2 separate regions of the Triticum aestivum genome follow, and region 1 is linked to region 2. The links are chromatin contacts, called in public Hi-C maps. All regions are on one chromosome and are shown on one strand. Each heading gives the region's core, a stretch centred on a gene start, on an enhancer-like site or on the middle of the called end of the contact. The rest is flanking DNA. Distances are from core to core; before and after follow the strand shown. Region 1 holds the start of LOC123162586 (proteasome activator subunit 4). Region 2 holds the start of LOC123155978 (ERAD-associated E3 ubiquitin-protein ligase HRD1).

Region 1 (5,633 bases), core at 1,452-3,951, 410 kb before region 2:
TGCCTTACTTTCCAGCCCTCAGGGCCCATGTTTCTGAAATAAACATGACATTCACCATGTTAATTCATATAGCTCTTTCGACACCCGAAAATATGTGTGTTCCGAACGGTACCTCTTGAAATGGGTTTGTATCAATGTCTCGTAAAGCGGCCTCCATTGCACATCAAGTGAAAGTCTCTCCGCATGCTTTTTGGAAAGCCTGATGAGCAAACCTCCCCATTTTATCTGGTTACCAATTGTTTACCAACCAAAAGCGTACATCACCAAAGAACAAGAGATCATAACTATACATAGATAAATCACTAATTGCAGGCCATTACCTGGACAACAAACTTATTCTGCGATGCGTGAAATATTCCAAACCCAAGCTCTATAAGAGCATGTATGTCCTCAGGAGCAACGTCACTCTTTGCTTTGATAAAACTAAATCCATAGAAAATCAAACATCAACATTTGCTACATAAATCCTGGTAATTAAAGAAATTCAATTACATTGTTAGTATGTTACAACAAAAACAAGTTGCGCCCTTCCAAGTATAGCCTCACTTCAATATACAATTGAAATTGCTGTGTTAATGAGAGAAAGGGAAAATGTGTGGCACGTAACATAAAAGTGCCATTATAATCTCATGTGTACTTTGATATATTAATCAGTGTTATGAAGTGAAGGGTTTTGTAATAAGGTCATGTTAAGAATTGATACATGTTTATCGTTGCATATTCATTAATTGGAGACTCCTGTGGAGTCACGGCCTAATTCCAAAGACGATATCCTCCCAAGGCCCCACATAGAAAATAACTATAAATTCCCATGACAATTAAAAAATATCTGAGGCACTGACATATTAAAAATGAAAACCAAATCCATATATCTAAACTGTATAGTACTCCCTCCGTCCGGAAATACTTGTCATCAAAATGGATAAAGGAGGATGTGTCTAGACGTATTTTAGTTCGAGATACATCACCTTTTATCCATTTTGATGACAAGTATTTTCGGACGGAGGGAGTATTTTGTGTCTTAGATCTCATATGTAGCCCATCAACTTTGCAGTTTAATTCATTAGCCCCATCAACAAAACAAATTCTATATTTTACTCATAAAACACATGCCCAATTAATAAGTCATAGTCGTTATAATACTACTTCACAGATCAATCCAGAGTATTAATATCACAACCCAGTATAATTTTAGAAAACACAACTTGGGCAGAACATTGCATGTAAATCTGAATGAGACAGGCTATAACACAATTGCAAAAGCATACAGTGTAATATAAATATATAATACAGCTTTTCTCGCAAAATAAATTAACTTTAAAGCACACATGCACGTTCAAAATCTATCTAAATAGAAACTGAATTGAAGCGATATGATTGCTTTTCTCTACCGTATGTAACCAAAGTAACTGTTCCATATCTTGAATTGAAATACTTTTACAGGAACCTTAGGTTTTTCTACAGTTGTACTTCCTACAAATCAAATGTCACAACGACAATTTTAGAATTTATATGTTTTGGAGTTGCTGTGCAGAGGCACAGGTTGAAGACAACTTTATCCAACTGTAACAAAATCATTCAAATCGAAATATACAAAGGGGCAGAATATAGTGTATATCCACCTTTGGGTACTAACATGCTAACTAATCAGGTGGGTCACAGTCTATTAGATGGCATTTGCACTGATTATATTCAAAAGAAAGCATAAATAAATATTTACAAACAGACCCTAACGCTTCAGTATTTGCAAACAAACCACTGACAGACCGAGAGAGATAATTTCAGATGGACCCTGCCTCCTGGCATCCCTCAATCTGATCCACCAATTACATATGACGGACACCGCTACATGCTAGTGCCCAAAAGAGTTCGTAGTAGCTAATTAGCACCTCATGAACTAATTAATCATCAAAACTTTTGTTAAGATGCTAAAAATGGGCAGGCAAAGCTCAGAAACGAGCTTGGTATTAGAGCTTAGGCCGTGAGCCTTGTGGCAAGTGTTTTACCCAAAAACACAGTGACAGTCCATAAATGTACACCAAGGGCAACCAATTCTGACTGTGTTTTACAGTGGTGGACTGCATCGTAAAAGAGCTCATCCCATTCACGGCTTAGCCGAACAAGCTCCAGAGAGTGGATGCTTGATGCTTGGGATTACGCAGCCAACAATTCCACAACCGCGAGCCCCAAGCTAACCCTTCACACAGTCATGGAAATGGAACCGATCAAAACCTCTCCAGATTACGTGAGCAACGCGACCGGCGATTGTCCATATAAAATCCCAAAAGCAAATCGAATCGCACCGCATCGAATCGAATCGAATCGGTACGGAGGAAAGGGCGCGAGGGAATTACAGGTCGAACACGGAGATCCACTTGAGCGTGGCGTAGGCCGAGTCGGGGTCGTCGGGGCGCCACGCGTCCTTGGCCGCCCGCACCGCGCCGGCGAAGGCCGCCGCCTCCCCCCGCGCGGCATCCGCCACCGCCGGGGGCAGCCACGCGTTGTAGAGATGCATCGCCGCTGTGTGCTTGCGAAGCGAAGCGAGGCGGAAATGGGTGGTGGGTTTCTGCTTGGGGTTTAATCGGGGAGGGTATTTATGAGCGGCCGGGTTCTTTCTTCGCCCCCAAGACGAGCGGGGGCGAGGGGGAGACGACGACCAGAGAGGCCAGAGGGCGACTTCGGCGACCGGTGCTCCGCGGCAAGGCAGGGGGGCGCTGCTGTTATCAGTGACGCAGGCTCTGGGGCTGCGTGGACCTGGTGTACGGTGGACTTCTCGAGTTCCTCTTCAATATTTTTTTCTGAAACTCTCTAGTTTCTTCTTAGAGGTCAAGTATGACTGTCGATTATTATTTTTATTTAACATGGTTGTCGATTATTGGTTAAGGCTGTGGCTCAAAAAGAACGGTTTTACTATTTCACATCTAGTAGATGTGAAATACTTATCACCAGAAGTGCTTATCACACATCTAAGTCCAAAACCGTTGAATCTAGATGTGATCCCTAGTCTTTTTTTAATCGCTAGTTCTTTTAGATGAATTTTATGATCGCTAGTTGTTTCACCGTTTTCATGCATGTGCAGCGTGTTGTTGTTTTTGACTTGAGTCTGGGTTGCTTTTTTCGTCTGGGCTTGTTCTTTGTCTTTGTTTGGGTCCGATCTATGTAGAGATATGCTTCTTTTTTTCAGTGGGCTGCCATGAGAATTAAATGATAGAGCCAGCATGTTTTTCCTCATGTCTTTTGTTCCTGTTCGACACTCTCTACTCACTACCCCTCGCATTCCCATCCTTTTTACCAGAAGTTTTGCCTTTTGTTTTTACATTGCATTTTAAGCATACTTTCCAACTTTTCAACTATTATTCTTAGATTTTTTTGGTCGGAAGCATGGTGTTTGTGCGAGAGGCCTAGTGGCCCACCATGTGCAACTTTCAACTTTTTTTATTGTTTTTTTTCTTTTTCTTTTGTCTTGTCTCTTTTTTGTTTTGTGCATAGAACATTTACGTGTTTTTTTCTTCAGTTTCTTTGTTCTATTTTTTCTTTTTCATCCGGCCCAATTCCTATGTAGTTTTTTTCTCCAATTTTTTCTTGAAAACCTTCCTTAAATCGGAGTCCAAAGACATTGAAATTCAACAGGGACCATAGTTGATTTTTTATTCCAGTTGCAACTCCATCTTTGACTCGCAACTAGGGCTTTTATAGTTGTCTCAATTGCATTCATAATTGACTCGCAACCGATATCGTAATTTTGTGTAGTCATAATTGCAAGTCCATCATCGACACGAAACTGGGCCTATAGTTTGTTTTTGTCCCAGTTGCAAGTCCAACATCGACTCGTAACTTGGGCCCAACCTCTTTTTTGTCCCGGTTGCAAGTCCACCCACGACTCGCAACTGGAGCCCGACTTTTTTTGTCTCAGTTGCAAGTCCACCCATCGACTCGCAACTGGGGCCTATACTTTTCTTTCCTAGTTGCAAGTCCATCTTCGACTCGCAACTCGGGCCTGGCCTTTTCTGTCCTAGTTGCAAGTCCACCCTCGACTCGCAACTAGGGCCGGATCTTTTTTTGTCCCAGTTGCAAGTCCACCCTCAACTCGCAACTCGGGCCCGACAATTTTTTTCTTCCACTTGCAAGTTCATCCTTGACTCGCAACTAGGGCCCGGCCGTTTTCTTGTCCCGGTTGTAGTCTCACCCTCAACTCGTACCTAGGAGCTGACCTTTTGTTTTCTCCCAATTGGAAGTCCACCCTCAACTCACGTACGGGCCAACGACCCCCCAAGTCGCGAGTTGAGGGTGGACTTGCAATTGGGAGAAAACAAAAGGTCGGCTCCTAGTTACGAGTAGAGGGTGGGATTGCAACCGGGACAAGAAAAGGTCGGGCCCCAGTTGCGAATCAAGGATGGACTTGCAACTGGAAGAAAAAACTGTCAGGCCCCAGTTGCGAGTCGAGGGTGGACCTGCAACTGAGACAAAAAAAAGATCTGGCCCCAGTTGCCAGTCGAGGGTGGACTTGCAACTGGGACAGAAAAGGGCGGCCCGAGTTGCGAGTCGAAGATGGACTTACAACTGGGAGAGAAAAGCATAGGCCCCGGTTGCGAGTCGAGGGTGGACTTGCAACCGAGACAAAAAAAGTTGGGCCCCGGTTGAGTGGACTTGCAACTGGGACAAATAAAGGTTGTGCCCAAGTTATGAGTTGAGGGTGGACTTGTCCCAGTTGTAAGTCCACCCTCAAGTTCTTCCAATTGCAAGTTCACCCTCAAACCAAGCACACAAGTAAGCGCATTGATTGATCTACAGTAGTGTGCATGCGTAGCTTTTATTTGTTCGAGCGGCCACGGCCAAACTTTTTTTAGCGTGTAGCTGTACGTGAATCATGGCAGCTTTCTTGTGTATATACTATTTAAAAAATACAAAGAAAGCAGTACAGGGGGCACAAACAGATGATGAAGTCAACTTAGATGTGACATAGTCGGACCCTAAAAATAAATATTGGCTCCCAGTGGCCAACTCCTCCTGGTTCGACATTAGACGAGCTCTCAACAGATCCAGAGATCTTGGAGTTTGACCGTTGCTCGTCATACCGGAGAAGATCGAAGATTGTCAGAGAGGAACTTGAGGCGGACTAAAAGTAAAGTGGTGTGGCTACACTTTGGTCCAAGATGTAGATAGGTCCAAGATGTGGATAGGGACGCATTTATGTGAGGTCGGGGTGGGCCAGCATAGGTCGGCTCTAACATGGCGGACGCATCTGGGCGCTCCCATGTTCACCCCACATATGGTTGTGTATGAGAGTGCCGGTTAGCCCGGACGTTTGGGATGAGTATGTGTGGTCGAGTTGGTTGGTAACTTGTTGTCCGGGCAGGCTGCCCGGCTTTAGGAAGGATATGGGGCTCCGCTTAAATATGCTCTTAAGGTTGTACTTGTGAGAGTGTAAACTAACAATCAATTATCATACTCACCGCTTAAATTATGATACAGATCTCATGCTTTAGTAAGTATATATAATACATACTCATGGTAATTAAATAGGTGACTAGATATTTTACAAAGTACTCCTATGATCTTATATTTTGTGTTCTTATATTGTGGGACGGAAGGAGTATTAAAGAAGTAAAATGTTTCGTCTCCTACGGTTTCAC
Region 2 (5,456 bases), core at 1,957-4,456:
ATATTGTTTATACCTGTTTATTTTTAATAATGTTAATAACATTAATTACCTCGGGTAGTTTAAACAAAGTTTTTGTCCTCAATGCAAATGATATGCCCATAAAGGTAATGTTTATCTGAACATTTTGATATCTTATTTGCATTTTTCTAAGTTCGTATGAATTAGTTATGATTTTTTAAAGTTTTGGTCAAACGGTCAAAGGGCATTCGAGGACCTCGATGGAAAAAGTAAGGGCAAAACTGAGCAAGCTCGAAAAGTAAGGGCAAAACCCGTGGGTAGGAACCAACTAGGGGTAAAAATGCAATTGTCCCAATGAAAAAATAGTAAAAGATGTTAAAAATCTGAATTACTTTGGCAACAAAACATTGATAAATTGCCTACATATGCAATTTTTTGTGAATAGAAAACATCCCTAATGTTCAGGAGTGGAAAGCATTTTGGAGCAATTTTTCCCTGAACATTAGGGATGTTTTCTATTCACAAAAAATTGCATGTACATAGACAGTTCGTCAATCTTTGTTGAAAAAAACAGTTTTCCAAATTTTTGTTTACTATATTTTTCTGTTTTACTGTTCATCATGGGTGCGTTTGAACTATTTTTTTTGCGAGAAACTTTCCGATCTATTCATCATCAATCATGGCAGTACAACGAATACCAGAAATAATATAAATTACATCCAGATCCGTAGACCATCTAGCGACAAATACCAGCACTGAAGCGAGCCGAAGGCGCGCCGCCGTCATCGCCCCTCCATCGCCGGAGTCGGGCACAACTTGTTGTAGTAGACAGTCGGGAAGTCGTCGTGCTAAGGTCCCATAGGACCAGCGCACCAGAACAGCAACCGCCGCAGATGAAGAATAACGTAGATCAGAAAAATCCAATCCGAAGACACACGAACGTAGACGAACAACGACGACATCCGAGCAAATCCACCAAAGATAGATCCGCCGGAGACACACCTCCACACGCCCACCAATGATGCTAGACGCATCGCCGGAACGGGGGCTAGGCGGGGAGACCTTTATTCCATCTTCAGGGAGCCGCCGCCGTCTCGTCTTCCTGAGCAGGACACAAACCCTAGCAAAACTGAAAGAAACGATTAAAAACGAAGCCCTCCCGCCGACCCTTGCCGAGATCCACTACGCCCCCATGGCCCTAAGGCCATCGGAGAGGAGATGGACCTGCGGCGGCGGCGGCGGCGGCGGGAGGCAAAAACCCTAGCTTTTGTGGAGGAGACGGAGGAGACGGCGGCTACAAAAGACGACCAGTACCAAACTGTACTAGCGTTTGAACTAACGAGCAAACAGAGCAAACGAACACTTTCACACAGTATTGATCTTTCTTATGGTAGTTCAAATTACCAAACGAAGTTCTCGCAAATAAGAAAACATACACACAAGTCTTAATTTTTGCAACATTCTGGGGTGATGCAACAACCAGGGACAACCCTCGAAACCAAGTTGTCACTTCTTGATCTAGGTAAGACTATTTTTCTTGATTAATGGGCGTCATATGTCACATTGTTCAACCTTCATTTATGGTGGGTAATCGTGATTCTACGCAATTTTAGAAACAAACTAAAAATGTGAATTAAAATTGTATTTCTTTTCGGAAAATAATCTATTATCTAGGGTCAGTGATTCTGCACAATTTTCAAAACGAAATAAAAAAAATGTGAACTCAAACATATATTTCATTTCGAAAATTAATCTGTTATCTGGGATGGGTTTATTTAGGAGAAAGTCAAATATTTGCCACTTTGAATTTGTGGCTTATCAAAATTGTCACTTCAAAGATGGATTAGCTAAATTGCCATCCAACCCATTTGCCCCTTTATTACCGGGTCGTCTTTTATAGGCACCAGAAAAAAGGCCAATTTTACATATCTAAGAATGTCCGGCTACAAAAATGCTAAACTTACGGATATATACAAATCTTTTCGCCACTACCCCTCTCCCCTCTCAGTTTTTTCATCATCTTCAGTAAGAATACTTCTTTGTGCTGCCAACCCGATTGTTGTGACTGCTCGCACCACTCGATTGTTGCCTGCTCGCTCTGCTTGACCGTCATCGCGACTTGCCCCACCTACCCACGCGCCAGCGCCACTCAACCCGCCCCTTGGCCGCGCACACACGCATGTACCTGATCGCCATTGCCACTTGCCACACCTACCCACACGCGCCACGCGAAACCGCCCCTTGGGCACCACACACATGTACTTGACCGCCATCACCAATTGCCCCATCCTACCCAAGCGCCAGCGCCACCCAACCCGTCCCTTGGGCGCACACACACACACACACGTGTATCTGATCCCGTCGGCCAGTTGTCCTACCTACCCCACGCGCCAGTAACACTCAAGCCGCGCTCTTGGGCGCGCACACACACGCATACCCGACCCCCATCGCCATTTGTCCTACCTACCCCACGCTCCAGCGCCACTCAACCCGCCCCTTGGGCGCGCACACACACGCGTACCTAACCGCCATCGCCATTTGCCCCACCTACCCACACGCCAGCGCCACTCAACCCGCCCTTTTGGGCGCGCGTATTGATTAAGTTCATCTATTCTCAAATGCCGATCTTAAAAAGAGTGTAAAAGGAGATCAGAAGACCAACCACCATCGCCGGCCACCGCAAGGCTGTGCCGATGACTTTCTGATGCCATCTACAGATCTACTTCTCAGATGATTGCAGTGATCCTTCACCATGTCTACTCTGCTCCAAGCAGGCAAGGTTCGTCACCTTCGTCTCCGATGACCAGGGCAATCAGATCTACTTCCCGGATGATTGCAGCGGTCCTTCACCATGTCTGCTCCAAGCAGGCAAGGGTCGTCACGTTTGTCTCCGATGACCGGGGCAATCAAGGTATTCTTACGTTCAGCCAATTACCTACTAGATGTTTTAGCAGATGATTAGGATGTTGTAACGGTTATTAAATCCTAAACTTTAGGAATTCATGGAACTCTTAAGGTCGGTAATTTTGAGAAGCCAAATATCCAAAGTGGGAAATATTTGTTTTCCTAATCTATCCACATGACGCTAATTTACCCTGCCACATTAATTGGGCAAGTGTAGAGGTTCATATCTTCATTTTTCCCTGCCGGTCCCTAGTGAGTAGTGACCGAAGATTGAGCCCCTCAAAAACGAAAAAAGAAATTAAAAAGAAAAACAAGACCGAAGATGACACGTCTTTTCTACACGTGGATGCCGCCCATTGGCCAGCGACACGCCACCGCCGTGCTGGCACGAGGACGCATGTCCACCGGCGCACCTCCCTCGCAGCCGGCGTGCAGACCCCCCTTCTCCCCGAGCGAACACGCCCCCTCTTCCTCCCCGCACCCAATTCACTCACATGGTCCTCGCAGGTGGAATACCTTGATGCTATCTCCCCTCCCACAGCCTAGAGTTTCTCCCAATCCAACCTATCACAAGGGTACGAAATCCGGATAGGGGCGCCGCCGCATCCCGGGACGAGATTTCACTCCGGCACCGCCCCCCAGCCTCGCATCGGTAAGCCACCACGAGCACGCTACCGCACTCCGACGCAGCCTGCTCGCCTAGGGCATGGATTCGCGCGCCGCGTCTCTTCGATTCACCTCCCAATCTGCGCAAAATTCGAGAGAGAACTTTTGCGGATCGGGCCGCTGATATTCGCTTTCTGCTCCAGGTGATCCGCTGGTGGCGCGCGTAGGGTTTCCGGCGGAATTTTTCGCGAGGGGATTCGCCGAGGGCGGCGGCCGAGATGATCCGGTTGCAGACGTACGCCGTGTTCAGCCTGCTGGCGACGATAACGTCGGTGTACTATGCGTTCAGCAGCAGGGAGCAGTTCTACCCGGCCATGGTCTACCTCTCCACCTCCAAGATATGCTTCGTGCTGCTCCTCAACACGGGCCTCGTCGCCATGTGCGTCGCCTGGCAGCTCGTGAAGCGCGTCTTCCTGGGGACGCTCCGGGAGGCCGAGGTCGAGCGGCTCAACGAGCAGTCGTGGCGTGAGGTCGTGGAGATCCTCTTCGCGGTCACCATCTTCCGCCAGGATTTCTCCGTCTCTTTCCTCGCCATGGTCGCCGCCCTGCTCCTCGTCAAGGCTCTGCACTGGCTTGCGCAGAAGAGGGTCGAGTACATTGAGACCACACCCTCCGTGCCAATGCTGTCGCACATAAGGATCGTGTCCTTCATGCTATTCCTTCTTGTCGTCGACTGCCTCTTCCTGGCGAACTCGCTGGGGTCGCTGATACAGAAGCGGGAGGCATCTGTTGCAATCTTCTTTTCCTTTGAGTAAGTTTTCATAAATCACTCTTTACTTGCTTGCAATATAGCATCTTTATTATGCCACGCGACCTTTCAAATAGTATCCATCTGATCAAATTGAAAAAAAAGCATCAGCTGTTTGATCTCAAATATGGAGGGCATGCTTTGGTTGTATACCTAAGGGTGGAAGTGAAAAATGCGAACTGTTCCTGGAAAGCCCCTCTTTCATGATATGACAGATTAATATAACGTGTGTGAATTTGAAGTGGATAGTTTTCAATAAACATGCAGCACAGCACAGATAAACACCAGAATTTCTTGTTATATATATGCTTGAAGACGCACTAGTAGGATGACATGTTACTTGTTACTCATTCTTAAGTAATGTTTGCCATCGATTTTATCTAGCAACTTCTAACGCTATGGCACTCAACAGTTAACATTTCATTTTGCGCATCCACTAGACCATGGATAGTTTTTCTTGTATGTTTACCACATCAAGCCTATTATCCTTTCATTTATATGTTATGATTGTCATTTGTCAAAATCTGAGTCCAGGAACTTGTTGAATTCTTCTTCTAAGTTTAAGCAATACATTTAAGTGAAAGCAGTGCCAATCATTTGATCAGTTGTCTAAACTGAGGTAAATCTCACCAGTTATGGAATTTCTTTGTTGATTATTGCTTTTTAAAGCACGGGACATGCCTTTCAGGCAAGGTTACTACCATATTGAGTTATACCCCGAGAAACCTACCATATTGAGCTGATGATTAATCTTGCGTTATTTACTTCAGGTTATAATAGTTCTATTATTCTTAATATCTGCAGATGATTACTGATGTATTATTTCTAGACATTGAGATTCATGGTAGCTCACACATGTGCAAAACATGTTTTAGGTATATGATACTGGCAACATCGACAGTATCGACATTCGTGAAGTATGTATTCTATGTCAGCGACATGCTAGCGGAAGGTCAATGGGAGAATAAAGCAGTGTATACATTTTATTTGGAGCTTATCAGCGACCTTGTGCACTTGTCTTTATATATGCTATTCTTCATAGCGATCTTCCTGTAAGTTCTTTTATAAAATGTTCTTTCCCCTTAGGATTTTGTAGTTCGAACTTCTAAGGCTGATCTGTTATTTTGATATCAGGAACTATGGTGTCCCACTGCACTTGATTCGTGAGCTGTATGAGACC

The links. A called contact is a pair of places that touch in the nucleus more often than the background predicts.
Region 1: a contact with region 2 is called in a Hi-C map of leaf, with 4 times the contacts expected there. The contact joins the promoter of LOC123162586 here to the promoter of LOC123155978 in region 2. A contact is called at or near these places in 2 of 5 Hi-C or Micro-C datasets (both in leaf).

Annotation. Positions count from the first base shown.
Region 1 is chr7B:155,440,785-155,446,417 of IWGSC CS RefSeq v2.1, reverse strand. LOC123162586 (proteasome activator subunit 4) reads right to left here and starts at 2,701. Exons shown (of 35, transcript XM_044580359.1): 1 at 2,355-2,701; 2 at 321-423; 3 at 113-225; 4 at 1-33. The coding sequence starts at 2,515.
Region 2 is chr7B:155,033,446-155,038,901 of IWGSC CS RefSeq v2.1, reverse strand. LOC123155978 (ERAD-associated E3 ubiquitin-protein ligase HRD1) reads left to right here and starts at 3,206. Exons shown (of 8, transcript XM_044574151.1): 1 at 3,206-3,514; 2 at 3,672-4,279; 3 at 5,152-5,328; 4 at 5,411-5,456. The coding sequence starts at 3,747.